Regions from separate parts of the Macaca mulatta genome. Here region 2 is linked to region 1. Evidence: chromatin contacts called from public Hi-C data. All regions are on one chromosome and are shown on one strand. Each heading gives the region's core, a stretch centred on a gene start, on an enhancer-like site or on the middle of the called end of the contact. The rest is flanking DNA. Distances are from core to core; before and after follow the strand shown. Region 1 holds the start of SPRED2 (sprouty related EVH1 domain containing 2). Region 2 has its middle 62 kb from the start of ACTR2.

Region 1 (6,361 bases), core at 1,218-3,717:
TTCTTTCCTCGCTGGTGATCCCACTCGAAATCCTTCTGCTTTGGATAGCAGATGGAGAAAGATGCAAGGCTGACAAGCTGCCACAAAAAGGGCCAGGTCAGGCCTGTATTCCCAAGGAGTGGAGCCAAGGTAGAGCGGTCAAACCTCTCCAAGAATCTGCAAGGCCAGAGCACAGCAACCAACCTCACTGCCACTGCTGCTACTCTGTGTGCAGGTACAATCGAGGGCCCATAAAAATACTGATTTATTGGCCACGTTCACAAGGCAGCAAGGCCCAGAAGCATAATCCTTCTCTATATTTCAGCGCTAAAAGCGCAACTTTTTTTTCATTTTACCATTTTAAGATGCTATATACGAAGACAAAGCAAAACGTCTGAAATAGAAACACCAGCAGATGTGGTGGGACATCTGCGACAGGCACACCAGCAGGGATCCTCTCCTGTGACGGGTGTCTGGAAGATCAGGGGTTACTGCAGTCAAAGTTCCCTGGGGACTCACAGGAAGGAAATTGAAATTCCTTTCCCCAAACAGCAGCCCCATTCCCGCCCAGACTGGCAACAGCAGACGCCAAAGGATAAAGGGGGTATATTTAATAAAGTGAGTAGATTTCTTAGAGTAGAGCACAACACTGTCACCTGCTGCAAGAGACAAGCCTCCCTGTCGCCCAGCCCTGAGTCACTTCCCCTCCCAGCACTCTTGAGGCCCAATGCCTGCGGGGGGCAAAAGACCTGGGGCCTCTGGAGCACGCCTCCCGCAGCCCGCACTCCACTGCTAAGACGCGCGCGGGGCCTCCCTCCAGGGCGCGTCCCCGCGGCTGCCAACCGGCTCTTTGAGCCCAAGCCCGCGCCGCCACTACCTTGGCTAATGGCAGCACTGAATGAAAGGAACCGATGCAGACTCCGGATTTATGAATGTGCAGGGGAGGAGGGGAGGGATATCATGTGACAATAAAGGAGAGCGTCTTATTCACAAAAAAAAAAAAAAAAAAAAAAGTGGCTGGTGGCGGGCACAGCCACTGAGCAGCAGCGGCGGCCGCCGCGCGATGACCGCTCGGACCCCAGGCAGAAGACCTGAGGTGTCGGGCCCCGCGGCCCCGCCCCCGTCGCACCCGAAACAGAAAACGCCTCGGACCAGGAAGAGAAAATGCCAAACTGGACCCCTGGACCGCGAGGCAGGAGGCAGCTGCACCTCCGCCCCGGGCTGGCGACAGTCACGGGTCCCGCGCGGGGCTGCCCGGGATCCCTCCGGCGGAGCGCCCCAAGCATTGTTCCCCTCGGGCCTGCGGGCCGGGCACAAGCCCGTGCACGCGCACCCGCGAGGACACACACACACACTCGCCCCCAGAGCGCTGCCCCGCACGCCCCCGCCGCACTCGCCTAGGTCCGCCCCGAGGCGCCTGACCCCGCAGGACGCGTGTGCCGACCACAAGCGCGTGCACAGGCACTCACGCACCGCGGGGCCCCTCGGGCGGCTCCAGCACGCCGGCCCGCGCGGGGACCCTGGCGCACCAGACCCCAGCGCAGCCCGCGCCCGTCCTCCTCTCGCTCCGCCGTGTTTTTTATGAATGAAAATGTGGTATGCAAATGAGAGCGATTCAAGAAAACGAAATGGCGGAGCCTAGGCCCCAGTGGGCTCAGGAGCGGACTGCGGGGCTCGCGGCGCGGCGGGAGTCACAAAGTCACTGTGCAAAAACCCACCGGCCCCGGGAAGCCGGAGTGGGGGTGTCAGGTCTTCCGCTCCAGCCGCCGAGGATTTCGGGGGCGGGGGGGTGCTGTGAGTCCTCGGAGAGGGAGCGGGGACCGCCCGGAGGTCACCCGCACGCCCTTGGCCCCCGGGGCGGCCACCAGCCCGCCGACCCTAGGCGTGCGCCCGCCAGCCCGCAGCAGTTTTTGCCCCCTCCTCACTTCAACAAGCAGGGAAGCCTCGCGTCCCAACCCCGACAGGTCAGCGAGTCGCTGCACCCCACGCCAAGTTCACCCAATAAGCGTCCCCGCCCGCATCCTCAGCCCCGGCCCCCACGCTGCCCCCGCGGGGCACCCTCGTCCCACCCCGCGACCAAACTTACTCGTCCGGGTGTGTTTCTTCGGTCATTTTCTTGTTCACCTAGACGCCTGTCCCGCGGCGGGCAGCTTTGCTCCCTTCATCTTCCTGTCCGCTCGCCCCCCTTCTTCACATCTCCGGAGATCGCCTGATTTGGGGAGGGGGGGCGGCTAGAGATGGGGGCGCCGCAGCAGAAGGGGAAGCAGGGAGCGGGGTGAGGTTTGGGGGAAGGGGTGCAAAGGCAGGCTGCAAGGGGAGTGAACGCCGCAGCGCCGTGGGGAGAGGCGGGCGGAGGCTCCGGGGGCTCGGGAGCGGGCAAAGGGGGCGAGATTTGGGAAGGGGACGGCGGTGGGGGAGAGCAGGAGAAAAACAAGCGCGCCTTGGAGCGGCGGGGACTGCTGCGAGGAGGAGGAGAGCGCCGGCCGCGGGTGGGGGGACTCGGTCCGGGGTCGCCCCCGGGGGGCCGGGCCAATCACGGTTCCGGGGAGCGGTCGGCGGCCGGGGGAGGTGCGCCTGGGAGGCAGTGCAGGGCGCCCCGTCCGAGCCCCATCTCTCGACTCCACCGATTTACTCCATATTGGATTCTCACCGCCGCCAACAGGAGGAGGAAGTAGGGCGGAAGCGATGACGTCTTCCCAGCGGCCAGAGGTGGTGGAGTGCAAAAAGCTTCCTACTTGCGACCGAAAAAAACGGGAGAAAAAAAAAAAAAAAACTTTGTCCCGCCTACTGAGCACGCCCGGCTTCCTCTCCCCCTCCCTCCTGGCTTCCACTCCCGGGGGAGCCGCGGAGCCGAGTTGTTTGCTTTCGCCGCGACCGTCTGGCTCCGAATCCTCCTTGATTAGGGCTCCGGGTTTTAGGAAGCCCGAGAGGAGAGAGGAGGCGGGAGCGGAGGACTCTTACACATCTGGCTCCCGTTTTTGCCCCCTCCCTCCTTCCAAACCCCAAGATTAAAAATCGGGGGGTTGGGCGGGGGCGGAGATGCGAAACTCAAGGGAGGGGAGGGAGTGAAACAGCTGAAGAGGTGCTCAGGCTCAGAGGAACAACTACCCCCACCGCAGGGTGGGAAGGTAGGGGCGGCGCAGGTGCCAGGGGCTGGCTTCTCTAACCCAACCCAACCAGAAAGGAGAGGGGGTTCGACTTTACCAAGGTTCTGAAAGGCAGAGGCTTTTCCGTTTCACGTGAATCTTGTGATTTTTTTTCCTTTTTTGTCTCAATAGAGGAACGGATTTTTGTTTTGTTTTGAGATGGAGTCTCGCTCTGTCCCCAGCCCAGGCTGGAGTGCAGTGGCGCGATCTAGGCTCACTGCAACCTCCACCTCCTGGGTTCAAGTGATTCTCCTGCCTCAGCCTCCCAAGTAGCTGCGACTACAGGCGCGCGCCACCACGCCCAGCTAATTTTTGTAGTTTTAGTAGAGACGGGGTTTCACCGTGTTGGCCAGGATGGTCTCAATTTCTTGACCTCGTGATTCGCCCGCCTCGGCCTCCCAAAGTGCTGGGATTACAGGCATGGGCCACCGCGCCCGGCCAAGGAACGGATGTTTTTAAGAATCATTACTCGTGCAAAGCCCAGCACAGCCCAGAAACGTTTGCATTTCCGTAGAAATTATGGAAATTCTCGCGTTAAGAGGCAGCCCCGGCCGGGCGCAGTGGCTGACGCCTGTAATCTCAGCACTTTGGGAGGCCGAGGCGGGCAGATCACCTGAGGTTGGGAGTTCGAGACCAGCCTGACCAACATGGTGAAACATCGTCTCTACTAAAAATACAAAATTAGCTGGGCGTGGTGGCGAGTGCCTGTAATCCTAGGTACCCGGGAGGCTGAGGCAGGAGAATCGCTTGAACCCGGGAGGTGAAGGTTGCGGTGAGCCAAGATTGCGCCACTGCACCCCAGCCTGGGCAACAAGAGCGAAACTCCATCTCAAAAAAAAAAGAAAGAAAGAAAGAAAGAAAAAGAAACAAGGGACATAGTCCCTATCCCTTGCTGCTCTCCAAACATAGTAGACTTTTCCATCCTCTTGAATGTCCACGGGACAATCCAGATATGATGTTAACTAAATAGCAACCACTGAACATCAGGTTAAGAGATTAAATATTTGCCTCAGGCTGGGCGCAGTGGTTTATGCCTGTAATCCCAGCACTTTGGGAGGCCGAAGTGGGCGGATCACCTGAGGTCAGGCGTTTGAGACCAGCCTGGCCAACATGGCAAAAACCTGTCTCTACTAAAAATACAAAAATTAGTTGGGTGTGGTGGTGGGTGCCCATAATCCCAGCTACTCCGGAGGCTGAGGCAGGAGAATTGTTTGAACCCAGGAGTCAGAGGGTGCAGTGTGCCAAGATTGCACCATTGCACTCCAGCCTGGGCAACAAGAAGAAACTTTGTCTCTAAACAAATAAATAAATGCCTCACATTTAGTATTCCTAAAATTTACATGCATCTAGGAGCCACAAATCCTCCAAAAAGTTTCACCTTGAGTCAGGGAGAAACTGATGGTTTACTCCGGGCTTTGTGCTTATCACAGCCATGATGTCTGCGGACATGGAGTGGGGTTCACACTGGTGATGTGTGATGGTGGGGAGGGCATGAACCAGAGGATGGAACAGCTTAGTTCTGGTTTTCTCCTAGCAGTCCTGAGACCCCAAGTGAGTTTCCTTATAAAACAGGAATAACAAGGCCAAGCTTGTCTATCAGTTTGTGAGGTCATTGAGAGTTGGTGAGAAAGTACTAACCAAAGCCAAGATCTCATTGTCCTTTAAATCCCCAGAAGGCTAAGGACTCACCTTTGGCCATGGTTGCTCTCACCCAGGTCTCACCTTTAGCCACGGTTGCTTTTCTCCCTGGGAGTGCTGAAAGAGATCCCACCCTGTTATTCCTGAACTTCCCAGAACACAAGCACTTACCCATGTCAAAATTATCCACCCTATGGGCATCTCTTGGGCTCCACCCTCCAGTTTCAAGGTACACAAATGGCGAGGTGGCAGGCGAGGTGATTATTAATTTCTGCAGGTAGGCCAGCTCTATGAGCAGGTTAAATTGGTGTCATCACCACTCATTCAGCCAGCTCTCAGCTAATATCTGTGAACGACTGGCCCAGCCTATGGACCAGGTTGCCAGGGGAACAATGGTAAATATTCTGAGGTGCAGAAGTCCCCAAGTCCCCATTGGGATCACCTGGTGCCATACTCCAGCTGGGCTATCTCAGGTAGGCCCTTAGATCCACTGAGCCTTGGGTTCAGTGTCTGTTGTGTGGGAATAATACCCACAACATAGGGTTGCTGGGAATCTTAAATGTGCTATGCAGATTCCTGGTAGCTCTTTGCTCTCTCTGGCAAGTTGGTTTACCAAATGCCCCCTCCACTCTGTCCTTCATGTTCCTTTAAATGAAGCCTGCCAGTTCTCTGCTGCCTTGTTCATCACCCAAAAGGGGCCTTTTGATGGAAACATTACTGGCAGGTCACCTCTTGGTCCTCCCCATCAATTACCGTGGTTGAGGTAAGTCTGACTCCTGCAGCTCCATAGAATAAATGAGGATATTGGGCGAATAACTCGGATACGCCTGTTGATCTGAACAACAGGGTGTTATCAAAGTCCATTGGATTGTTGCTGGAACAGGGGATATCACAGATTTAGGGCTTTAATTGAATGTCACTGCTGAAAAAGCTAAGGACCCACATCCCTGTCTCCCCAAAACCAGCAGAACAGGGGGGCGCGGGAAGCTCTGAACACAAATCAATAGTGTTCAGTCAGAGTAGGATCGTAAAGCTTCAAAAGTAATATCGATCTGCTCACAACTTCACGCAAACCCAGCGGGGCCCCCAGCAGGTCCCCCACCTACAAGCTTCTCAGTTCCGAGTCCTGGGCGAGGGAGCACCCACACCCGGGCCCTTCCCGCGGGCTGCCCGGAAAGCCCGGAGCGCGGAGCCGGAGCGACCCTTCGCGGCCGGGGACGGGCATGCTCAGTAGCCCCGCAGGTCCTGTTTCACTGGGAAGCCGGCCGCGGCCCCCACCCCTCCCGCCTGTCTCGGGCGCCAGGAGAAGCGGACATTTTAGCCTCCTCTGCAATCCGCTCTCGTTCGTGTCCTTCTCCCCCTCTCGTCCGGTAGGGCCGGGAGTGTAGATTTCCCCAGGGGCGGGGGTGGGATCTGAGTAATCACTCGCCCTCCCCCCTCCCAGGGGCGGGGAGGGGGTGATTTAGGGAGGACTCCACGGGGCCCAAAGGTTCGCGCCGCCCCGCCGCGGCCCTGCCCCCAGAAGCCCCCAGCTGCCGCGGCGCCCCCGCTCCCCGCCCCGGGAGGCGCGCGCAGCTGCGCCCTGGCCTGTCCTCGCC
Region 2 (6,361 bases), core at 2,686-5,185, 150 kb before region 1:
CTTTATTTTAAAATGTACAATTAATTTATTATTGACTGTGGGCTGGGCATGGTGGCTCACGCCTGTAATCCCAACATTTTAGGAGGCCAAGGTGGTTGATCACTTGAGGTCAGGAGTTCGAGACCAGCCTGGCCAACATGGTAAAACCCTGTCTCTACTAAAAATACAAAAATCACCTGGGTGTTGTGGTGCACGCTTGTAGTCACAGCTACTAGGGAAGCTGAGGTAGGAGAATTGCTTGAACGCTTGAATCAGGAGGCAGAAGTTGCAGTGAGCCGAGATCGCACCACTGCACTCTAGCCTGGGCAACAGAGCGAGATTCTGTCTCAAAAAAAAAAAAGAAAGAAAGAAAAAATTAATATTGACTATGATGTGGCCTCTTTCAAATCCGTCCTCATCGTCCTTTGTTTCTCATAGGATACGGCCCCCAGGTTATTTTAAGTGCTAGAGACTCTCTCCAAAACATACCCTTATCCCAGGCCAAAAAACGAGGAACCACACTGATGCTGTATTTTGCAAATAACCCCAGCTCATTTATGACTTTGAGTCTGTAGCTTGTTTTAGTATATTATAGGTTGAGTATCCCTTATCTGAAATGCCTGGGATGAGAAATGTTTCAGAGTTTCTGAATTTTGGGATATTTGCACGTATATAATAAGATATTTTGGGGAATGGGACCCAAGTCTAAACAGAAAATTCATTTATGTTTAACATACACCTTATACAGATAGCCTGAAGTTAATTTTATATAACATTTTACATAATTTTGTGCATGAAAAATAACATTTTAACTGTGTTTTGCCTGTGACCCATCACATGAGGTCAGGTGTGGAATTTCCCAGAGTGGCATCATGTCAGCACTCAAAAAGATTCAGATTTTGGAGCATTTTGGGTTTTGGATTTTCAGAATAGGGATGCTCAACCTGTATTTCTATTTTAAATAAGGTTATTTTGTTCTTTCTTTTATATACAGATAAGTGTTCTCTGTTATTACTTGGCCTAACACTAATTTTTAGTTTTTATTCTAACGTCCATTTATACCTCTGCTCTTTTTTTTTTTTTTTTTTTTGAGACAGAGTCTCACTCTGTTGCCCAGGCTGGAGTGTAGTGGTGCGATCTCGGCTCACTGCAACCTCCACCTCCCGGGTTCAAGCGACTCTCCTGCCTCAGCTTCCCAAGTAGCTGGGACTATAGGCATGTACCACCACGCCCGGCTGATTTTTTTTGTACTTTTAGTAGAGATGGGGTTTCACTGTGTTAGCCAGGATGGTCTCAATCTCCTGACTTTGTGATCTGCCTGCCTTGGCCTCCCAAAGAGCTGGGATGACAGTCATGAGACACTGCTCCCAGCCTTTTGTTTTGTTTTGTTTTTTGAGACAGAGTCTTGCTTGTTGCCCAAGCTGGAGTGCAGTGGTGCGATCTCGGCTCACTGCAACCTCTGCCTCCTGGGTTCAAACGATTCTCCTGCCTCAGCCTCCCAAGTAGCTGGGATTACAGGCGTGCACCACTACGTCCGGCTAATTTTTGTATTTTTAGTAGAGATGGGGTTTCGCTGTGTTGGCCAGGCTGGTCTCGAACTCCTGACCTCTGGTGATCCACCTGCCTCGGCCTCCCAAAGTACTGGGATTACAGGCGTGAACCACCACGCCCGGCCTGTTCTTTTATTTTTTTATTCTTCTTGTACAAATAGCTTCCGATCTTCTTATTTCCCTTAAATCCAAACCCATTCATTATCATTAGGCGCAGGCCTCTGGTGGCTTCATTGTGTCCTGCTGTTCAGCCATGCCTGAGCATTTATATTTTAAAGTACACGTTATTTTATTATTTGTTATCTTTTTCTATCTCTCTTTTAGGTTAAAGAAGTGATTCTCAGCTGTGGGTATTTTGTCCCACCTCACCCTGGGACACTCACTTTTGGTTGCCAGAACTGGGGGTGAGGTGCTTCTTGCATCTAATGGGGTGCTGCCGAATGTCCACACAATGCACAGGACAGCCCCCTCACAAGAGTAAAGGGGCCCAAAATGTCAGTAGTGTTGAGGTTGAGAAACCCTGTGTTAGGGTTAGGGTATTACACCAAATTTTAAAAATGTGTGGCCCAGCACGGTGGCTCACCCCTGTAACCCCAGCACTTTGGGAGGCTGAGGCACGTGGATTACCTGAGGTTGGGAGTTCGAGACCAGCCTGACCAACATGGAGAAACCCCATCTCTACTAAAAATACAAAATTAGCTGGGCGTGGTGGCGCATCCCTGTAATCCCAGCTACTCAGGAGGCTGAGGAAATAGAATTGCTTGAACCTGGGAGGCGGAGGTTGCGGTGAGCCGAGATCGCCCCATTGCACTCCAGCCTGGGCAGCAAGATCAAAACTCCGTCTCGAAAAAAAAAAAGTGTATAGAGAGGTGATGTAGTCCATGAATTTCATTTGGGATGTTAAAGGGAGTTTACAAAATATTTATTATAAAAAGTTATAAACCACGGGCATAAATCAAAATAAGAAGTAGTCTGGGTAAACTTTGGATTCCTCACTTTCACCACAGCCCTTGAACTCATGTAAAGAGAAAATAACGTTGGAAAAGTGTTCTGTCCCTTCATTTCACATGAAAGCCGGAGGTCAAATGTGAAACTCCGGTGTTTCTGAAGTACAGAGTGTCCATCTTTCCAGCTGTATTTCTCCAGTGTCTTCCACCAAGCGGCCTCATTTCAGGTAATATTTGCTCTCTCCCAGTCTGATGGTGACTGATTAGGGAACACCCACGGGAGTCTAAATTGCTCACAGGATTTGGTAGAAACCACTCCAGTTTCAGTCACCACCCAGCCCTGGGTCTTTATCACAATTCCTATCCTAGAGGAACACAGCTGCACGAAGGCACCAAGGACTTCCTCCTCATGCCACAAACATCCTGAGAAGAATGTCTCAGAATTATTTCAAGGTGTGGCACTTAGTGTTGCCAGCACGTGGGAGAAGCGAGTTTGTATACCGTACCATTGAGCACACATGCCTTCTCAAGATGCATGAGGAGGACTTCATTACAAGTGGCGTTAAACAAATGGAATGGAAAATTCCAGAGATTGCAAAACAAAACAGGGGTAAGCAGAGATACTCTCTTGTTGCAGTATTTGGACCCAGGTTCCACCACTTACCATGCTCTGTGGCTTTGGACAGAACCTTATCCTCTCTGTGCCTAGATGGATGTCCCGTTCAGTGCAAAGGGGATCATGACGTATGAAGTGACTAGCAGGTGTCGGCGCACAAGTTGTGCTGCTAGTTTCTTTGGGTTAATAAATCCACTTGAGGCTATACTGTATCTCAGTAGGATGGGCCCCGCCCATGTCAGACCTGGAGCATGCTTTCCATGAGTTACTTATGGCAGCTCGGTTAGCACTGGGGAAGGCTCCAGGCCTTAAATCAGTCAGCCATGTACTTTGAGCTACCTGGGGGCTACTCAATTAGGGACTGGCTTTGGACCTTCAAACCACTTTAAGAGATGGTAATTATTAGCACTTGCTATGTGCAGGTTGTCTATGCATCTCGTTTTATTCTCATGAGATTCCAAAATAGAGTGCCACTGCCCTGCTAATGAGCGAGGAAAGTGGGGCCCAGAGCAGCGAAGCCACTGCCCAGGCTCACAGCAGCAAGGAGCGAAGGAGCCAGGGCAGGACTGAGCCCAGGCACGGCCTCTGAACCTGGTCAGGGCTTTATCCCTTCCTTCTGGAGAAATCGCTGCCAAAGCCTGCTCACACACCTCCTGGGCAGGGGAGGCGAGGTAAAGCCAGTCGGTCCTTCTCCGAGACTTCCAACTCACCGGACCTGGAGCTCGTCCCGCTCTCAGCCCAGCGCCAAGTCCCCAGGCCTTGGCTGCCGGCTACCACATCTGCTTGGCGAAGAAATGGGTGGGGCCCAAAGAGCAGATTTATGTAGTCCCCAGCGCCTTGGGCTCCATCCCAGCCGCACAGAATTGGACGGATGACAAGGATAAATGTGTTTGGCTCCAGGCTCAGTCACTGAGGATTTATTTAGCACCTGCAATAATACAAAAATCACTGTGCTGCAGCGCGCCAGGCACCGCATGGGCATGCGGGGAAACGGGAGTCGGTAGAGGGGAAGACCCTCACCGCCTGCTCTCTAGCTGCTTTCAATCTAGCTGTGGGAAAGAGATGAATCCCGCAGCATCTCAGAGGAGGAGGGAGGTGGGATGTCTTTGAGATGAGGAGCCTGAGAGGTTAAGTACTTTGAGGTCACACAGCTAGTGAAGAACCAAACAAGAGCTGCCGATTTATTGACACTTAGCATGAGTTTTTGTTGTTGTTGCAAGCATAAGTGAAAAAATAAAATTTAAAAGCACAGCTAAGCAACGCAGGGGAAAAAAAAATCACCCCAAATCCCACCACCCAGAGTTAGCCACCGACACCCTCACCTCCATGCGTTTTCTTTCCTTGTGCAGATATGCATGAACATGTCTACAGTGCGCACGTCCTTATTTTACCAAGCTCGATACTGCACAGTATACCGCTCAGGATCCTGCTTATCTCCTTTCAGATGCAGATCACCTAGTTTTTTCTTTTTTCTTTTTTAGAGACAGGGTTCTTGCTATAGTGCCCAGGCTGGTTTTGAACTCCTAGGCTGAAGCAGTGCTCCCACCTCAGCCTCCCAAAGTGTGGGATTACAGGCAATAGCCACCAGCCCACCCTGCATCAGCTATTTAAATGGCTCCCCACTGCCGCTGTGGAGTTCAGCAGGGGCTGCCCGTCAGGCAGGGAGAAGGAGGCCTTTCCAGGATGATTCTCTACCCTGGAGGCAGCGTTGGGCTCCTGGAAGGAGGAAAACCTCCAAGCCAGGCCTCAGGAGGTAGGTGGGAGGATGGGCGGGCTGCAAGCACATCCAGAGGGAAAGGCTGGGCCTGGTGAGACAAGTGTTGGGGGCTGGAGCAGAGACTGAAGGGAGCCGTTTTGGGTCTGGGGGGTCCTGGGGTTGGCAGAATGTAGAAAAGGGTATGCTTTAGGGTTCCTCTAAAAGATGGAAGGAACTGGCAAGCCTTGGCCGTATGGAAAGGATAAGTCCCGTCTCTGGGTTCTTTAGGTAACAAAAGCAAATGACCCCTGCAGCTTCCCCACGCCTGTTCAGAAGGCGCTTCAGCCAGAAAAAAGGCAAAAAAGCAGCGTTTTCCCAAATGTGTCCCTGGAAAGACAAAACCCATAGAAGGGGTTCACCAGAAAAAAGGCTTTTAAAAAAAGTGTGAGGCCGGGTGCGGTGGCTCAAGCCTGTAATCCCAGCACTTTGGGAGGCCGAGACGGGCGGATCACGAGGTCAGAAGATCGAGACCATCCTGGCTAACACGGTGAAACCCCGTCTCTACTAAAAAATACAAAAAACTAGCCGGGCGAGGTGGCGGGCGCCTGTAGTCCCAGCTACTCGGGAGGCTGAGGCAGGAGAATGGCGTAAACCCGGGAGGCGGAGCTTGCAGTGAGCTGAGATCCGGCCACTGCACTCCAGCCCGGGCGACAGAGCCAGACTCCGTCTCAAAAAAAAAGAAAAAAAAAGTGTGAGAAATGAGATGTACAGTCATTCCATCTCGGAGAATCACAACGCACGGAAACTCACCTGCAGCCCTGAGAAATAAGAGATCCGCAGAACCTGGGTTTCCCGTTTATTTTCTCGGGCAGCTCTCACTGCCTATGGAATTTCCCTCGTGCTCCTGCCCAGTGATGTTGGAGAAGACACTGCAGTCACTGGGCTGGGCATCTCCCCCATCAAGGCAGCCTCCTTAAGATCACGGGAAAGCCCCAGGCCTCACTGTAGGTTTACACCCTGTGTGCCCAAGCAGCCCTGAGAGAGGGCAGAAGTCAGTGATCCCAGGTCTCTTCCAGCTTCAGCACTCTATCCTGTTTCTGCAGCTCATGCCAATCAAATCTTACTTCGAGGGAATATCCATGGAGTGTGGCAACTTGGGGCAGTCATATTTGCTGGATAAATTTACTTATTTAATTCAACAAATATTTCTTGAATTCTTACTATGTGCCAGGTACTGTTCTAGGCATTGGGGATTCCAAAGTCAGTAAAATAAAATCTGGGGGAGACAGACTACAGACAAATGTAATAACTATATCATGTATATGTCAGCTAAGGACTATGGAGATAAATAAAGTATGGTAAACAAGAAGTGTGGGTGGAAAGGCTGAGAGAGGGATACTCTGTTAGATAAAGTGATCCGGGAAGCCTTTTCTAAAGAGGTGACATGTGAGCAGAGACTAGGAGGAAGTGAGGGATAAAGCCAGGCGGAGATCCCAGGGCCGAGCATTCAGGCAGAAGAAACAGCAAGGGCAAACGTCCTGAGGCAGGAACGAAGAGGAACACGAGAACATTG

Evidence for each region. A called contact is a pair of places that touch in the nucleus more often than the background predicts.
Region 2: a Hi-C map of fetal cortex germinal zone shows a contact between it and region 1, with 2.6 times the contacts expected there. The contact joins the enhancer-like site here to the promoter of SPRED2 in region 1. A contact is called at or near these places in 2 of 14 Hi-C or Micro-C datasets (fetal cortex germinal zone and liver).

Annotation. Positions count from the first base shown.
Region 1 is chr13:59,258,484-59,264,844 of T2T-MMU8v2.0, reverse strand. SPRED2 (sprouty related EVH1 domain containing 2) reads right to left here and starts at 2,467. Exons shown (of 6, transcript NM_001261100.1): 1 at 2,066-2,467. The coding sequence starts at 2,091.
Region 2 is chr13:59,405,640-59,412,000 of T2T-MMU8v2.0, reverse strand. No RefSeq gene overlaps it. Among named protein-coding and RNA genes, the nearest start is that of ACTR2, 62 kb to the left of the region's middle. Within about 2 kb of position 3,935, at least 6 of the 40 cell types and tissues checked have an H3K27ac peak or open chromatin away from gene starts, as enhancers often do. A contact at or near this core is called in fetal cortex germinal zone, where this site is marked.